2 separate regions of the Mus musculus genome follow, and region 2 is linked to region 1. The links are chromatin contacts, called in public promoter capture Hi-C maps. All regions are on one chromosome and are shown on one strand. Each heading gives the region's core, a stretch centred on a gene start, on an enhancer-like site or on the middle of the called end of the contact. The rest is flanking DNA. Distances are from core to core; before and after follow the strand shown.

What was found. Promoter capture Hi-C pulls out the DNA fragments that hold promoters and counts their contacts.
Region 2: a promoter capture Hi-C map of embryonic stem cells shows a contact between it and region 1, with 2.6 times the contacts expected there. The contact joins the promoter of Rpl39l here to the promoter of Abat in region 1. A contact is called at or near these places in 2 of 39 promoter capture datasets (embryonic stem cells and hippocampal neurons).

The regions. Positions count from the first base shown.
Region 1 is chr16:8,512,140-8,514,839 of GRCm38.p6, forward strand. Abat (4-aminobutyrate aminotransferase) reads left to right here and starts at 1,290. Exons shown (of 16, transcript NM_172961.3): 1 at 1,290-1,435.
Region 2 is chr16:10,168,790-10,171,489 of GRCm38.p6, forward strand. It overlaps Rpl39l (ribosomal protein L39-like), which reads left to right and starts at 1,439. Exons shown (of 3, transcript NM_026594.2): 1 at 1,439-1,535; 2 at 1,626-1,702.

The sequences.
Region 1 (2,700 bases), core at 40-2,539:
CTGGGAAAATCCTAGAGGTGGTTAAATGTTTGCAACTTTGATTTTATCAATGAGTGATAACACCTTGTGTCCAAATAACGTTGGAAAGTTATAAGACCATTAAATATAAGCAAGCAAGTGAGCAACACACACTGCATCCCATCAAACTAAAATAAATCCTCCCTCCCTTTAAAAATAAACAAATAAATAAAAATAAAAAATGAAAAAGGAGCCAGGCATGGTGGTGCCTTTAACCTCAGCACTCTGGAGGCAGAGGCAGCCAGATCTCTGTGACCTGGAGGCTGGGGTGGTCTATATTGCAGGTTTCAGGATAGACAGGGCTATGAAGAGAGACCCTGTCTAACAAATAAACAAATAAATAAGTGAAATAAGAAAGACAAAAGGAGAAAGGGGGAGGAGATGGCTGAGCAACTAGGGCCACACACTGCTCTTGCAGGGGCCCTGAGTTCTATTCCCAACACCGCATTCTGCCAGCTCACAACCACCTGTATCCACAGCTCCAGGCAGTCCCAGGATTCCAATAGCCTCCTCCAGCATCCATACACATATACATAGACAGATAGACACGTGATTGAAATAAATTTTATTTTTAATGAAAGAAAAGGTGTGGGACTTGGTCACTCACATATTCGTTTTAACTGGTTTCCAGTGCATCTTCAATTTTCTGAACACATCTCTATTACATCTAAGATCTTGTTTCTACTCATAAAAGAGATAGAACCAATTCTGCCTTCCTTTACCATTAAGGAAATGGAGGAAGGGTTGGGAAAGAGACCTGTCCTGAGTCCTGACCTGACTCTCAGTTTAGCACTCTTATTGACCTGCTGTGCACCACTGATGCACCAGAAGGTGGCATGGAGGGCCAGTGCCGACAGGTGCTTTAGTTCTGTTTCAGGGCCCCGGATTCTCAGGTTCCAGAGACCAGATCCGAAGCACAGAGGTCGGGGTTGGGGTTCAGCTCCATTCATCAGCAATTCCCAGGATCTTAAAACAGTGATGTGGGGTGGGAGTACATTGAAGATTCGCCTTAGCCTGCAAAGTCCCTCCCTCCTGTAAGGAGAGGACTCCTAGCCCCCATCAGATTTGCTAGGGATCCTTCGGCTGCCTCTCCCCAAGTCCCTTGCTCCGGCCCTCGCGGCCCTCCTCGGAGACCCCCGGGCGCATCCTATCCACGGAGGTCGGACTCTGCCCCCGCCCCGCCTTCCCCCTCCCCCCGGGGGCGGTGGCCCATGGCGGGTGCTCTCATTGGCTGAGGCGCAAGCAAGGGCTAGAGGCAGTGGTGCTGATTGGCCAGGGTGGCTCGGCGAAGCTTGGGAGCCTGGTGAGTCGCTGGGGGAAGCGGAGCAGACGCCAGGCGCAGCCAGGAGCATCGGAAGGTGATCGCGCAAGTCCGGCCCGCGGATCGCAGCCTGTAGATCGCAGCCCGGGCCTGGAGGTAAGTGCGACGCGTCTGTACGCGCGTGGCTCGCCCTTCTGAAGGAAGCCAGAGAAGGACATCTTCCTCTAGAATCCGGGCCCTCCATCCAACCAGTACGCGGGATCCTGCTCCGAAAGGAAAGGGTCTCCCACCTCCCAGGCCCCAGAAAGCAAAACAGCTTCGTGTAACCTTCAGAAATGGGGCCGTCCGTCCTGCCCACTGGCTGGAGGGGGAAATCCCTCCCTCGTTTAGTCCTTGGAATAGAGTCCCCCCCCCCCCCCCAAGTGGAGTCCTGCCTCCGCTAATATCTAGACCCTTTCTCATCTCCTCCCTTTCCTAAAAATCTAAGTTAGGTTCTCTTGCTTCTCTCTCTCTCTCTCTCTCTCTCTCTCTCTGTCTCCTTGGAATGTTGAGGACACAGCTCGACAGAAGGGTCCTATCCCTCCCCAACTGTGAAAGTCCTGGAGAGTAAGACCCTCCTTTCAACAAGGACATCCCAGGCCAAATCACCTGCATGCCCATTCCAGAAACTAGGTGCTGGATTCTGGGGACAAATGACTTCTCTTCTATTCCTATGAAGTCTCTTCCCACCTATAGGAGAAGCCATAACCCCCTAAACAAGGCTTTTAGGGGCCTCCACTTCCCAGGCCTAGAGCCTCCAAACTCTAAGAGCACAGATGGCCTTGGCACTGCAGGACCAGCAGGCACCCCCTTCCACCCCCACCTCCAACACAAATGTAAAAGTCTGTTATTCAGTGTTACCCTACAGACGCAGGTCTCTCTCCGCCTGGACAAAGGGCTATCAACATAGAGAAGAGCTGTTGGCCCACTTCCAAGGGTCCCCTGTTCGTTTCTTGGGGCTGCCCCCATCAAGTCCCGTGGATATTGCCTGATGGAATTCCCTGGGCATTAGGCCAAGAGAAGGCTGCTGCTGGGCTTGTCCACTGGTCTAGGGACACTGTTGGCTTAGCTGTGTGCCTCCCTCACACTAGCCTGAGAAGGTCTGGTGGGGGCAGGTCAGGAGACAGGAAAAAATTGAATCTTGGCCTGTTCTCTGGATCTGGGATGTGGGTTGGGGAGAGAGATGTTTCCTGGAGGCCAAAGGACAGCTCTGGGAGGGACAATTAACCCTGCCTGCAATCCTACGATGTAAAAGAGCATCTACATTAAGACTGACCGTTCATTTGGTACCTGAACCAACTGAGGCACTGGCTCAGAGAGAAAGGAATGGCTCAAGGTCACCCAGCCAGTCACTGACAAAACCAGCGTAGCTCCTATAGGGT
Region 2 (2,700 bases), core at 189-2,688, 1.7 Mb after region 1:
AGGGTTGCAGACCCCTTTAGATTCTTGGGTACTTTCTCTTGCTCCTCCATTGGGGGCTCTGTGTTTCATCCAATAGCTGACTATGAGCATCCACTTCCATGTTTGCCAGGCACGGGCATAGCCTCACAAGAGACAGCTATATCAGGGTCCTTTCTATTGGCTTAGATATGTATCTGAGCAATGTAGGGTGAAAAGGCCAAAGGAAAAACACCCTGACCCCAGGCACAAAGGCCAAGAAACAAAATCCTACCAATCCCTGAGTTTGACCCAAGCTCAGGACTTGAAATCCCACCAATCCTGCCCCCTGGAAATTACCCACCAAGAAACCCTGGGACTATGTGACAAAGATACATGAGCATAACTCCATTTCACCAGAAGCAGACTGTGCTCTAATACAGACAATGAAAGACAAGCTGTCCAAGAGAATAAAGGTTGTGCACTGAGGCACATCAGGGTGAGGCTCTGTGGGTTCTGAAGGCAGAAATGACTATCGGGATGGTGTCCAGTGGAAAGCTTACTGCCTTAGGTTCCACCCCATAGTCTCAGATAAGGAGCATTTTTGCTGAATCTATCTTTGAGTCATGGTTTCTTTCATATAGGAACCATCTGTGCTACCAGGTACTGTTGAGAGTAGGAAGCTTCCATGTCAGATGGAGATAGTTTTACCCTTTAATAGGGACCAGTTTATCTTTAGACGACATGGTGTGAGTCAGAGAAAATGCAGCTGACACTGGACACAGGAGCTATAACTTAGTACAAAATGTCTATAGAGCCCCCAAACCAACAGTGACTGAATGGACTGTAGAACTATCCTGGCAGAATGCCACTTTTATGTGGGTTCGGTATAAACATGGGTTTGAGGTCAGAAGCCTTTGCGGGATTCTTTGCCAGCTTTGTCAGTTTGAGCTCCTGGACTTAATTACGGGCATGGATCGTACATGTGGCTTTGACATGTGATTTTGCTTTTGGAGGCAGGGTCGTATGTAGCCCTGGCTAACTTGGCAATTGCTATGTGTGGCCAAGAGTGACCTTGAACTTCTTTTTTCTTTTACCTCTCAAATATTGGGATTATGAACAAGAGCAACTACGGCACATGACATGTTATTTTTTTATATCCTTTCATGTCTGCAAGCTTTTTATCTGCAGATAATTCATAACATATTTTGAGTCCTGGGGGTGGAGAGCAGCATTCCTGTTATACTTGAGAGGTGAACATTTCCGTCCTGTGCAATAGTATTTGGCAGTTTCTGAATCTCAAGCTCCTAAGGCCTTAACAGTTCTAACAGACATCCCCGGAAGACTAGCAAGCGCAAGGTACCGAGACTCAGCCCCAGAATTTGCCGTACCCGGAAGCGCTGGAAGCTAGCGCTTGCTTTACGTAATCCGCGCCTGCGTACTTTCAACACCCACTGCCTCTCCCTAGCTCCCAGGCCTTTCCGGATTTCCGGTGGTCGCCATTCTTTTAACTGCCGAGCCTGCAGCAGCGTGGTTGGTCTGGTGTGTGGTCCAGGGCTCCCGCGGTGCAGGGCTCACAGGTGGGTCGCTGTGTGGCATTGCGGCCTGGGCTTGTGCTACCACCTCAGCTTTGGGGCTCAAGGAAACTTTCGGTTTTTTGTTTTTTCTAGGAAACCCGGCAGAGTCAGGCGCTCAAATCCACCCTGCCTTTCCAAGTTCAAATCTGGTTTAAACTCGCCGGGAAGAGGTAAGAGGAAACACTATATGGCAGTTAGTTGTTTTTTTTAAAGCCCAGCAATTTCCTTTTAGATCTTTGTAGTGGTTTTTCTCCTGAGTTGTGGTCCCCTTCCCTTTCCTTTACTCGGCCCTTTTGTTTCCCTTACAAACATTTCCAATGATTTCGTCCTCTTGATCCACTTTTACTTTGACTGTGTTGAGGCGAATTTCTACCTCAGGCTGGGATTAAACCTAGGACTTCCTGTATGCCACACAACTGCCACCCGAGCTACATCCTCAGCCCTGCAGCCCCATTTGGATTGATTTTACAGAAGGAACTCGTGATGTCCCCTTATGTATTAGAGAGTCTCTTCGTTGACAGTTATAATGCTTGGGGCTTTGAACAGGATTTAGATATCTAGTTAGAACCTTCTACACAAATCGGGTTACCATGTCTTCCTATGGGGCCAGAGATATGACTCAGGTCCTGTTCCCCTGACTAGTATTTAAAGAGTACTGCAGTTTCCATCCTTGGCTTAATACAAGGTTGATTATGTGTATTCATGGGGCCCTGACTCTAGTGTCCTCCAAAGCATGTTAAAGCCTAACTAGTTGCCAACACCAGTTTTGAGAGATATGATACAGGAAGAAGGATACTCAGTGATTACCATGCCTTTGGAAGTCAAGCAAGGAGTCTTAACCAAAGTAAAACAGAAAAAGAAGGCAGAGATGACAACTTTTCATACTTTTTGTTACATAGTAGAATCACTCCAATGCAAACAGTCATTGCAATTGGTCAAATAAAATATTAAGGAACACATTTGAAGAACTGCTGGAGGCTTGCAGAATAAGCTAATCTAAGCCACAAAAGCATGGGGCTTTTTAGGGGAGGTGGAGGGCCAGATCTGGTTGGTCAGTACACAGGGCTGGAAATTCCCTGTCAGACTCACATACTCAATGGTCTCATGACACATCAGTGGTACTATCACCGTGGCAGGCTTTTAAAAAGGGGTCCAGTTGAGGATGCTA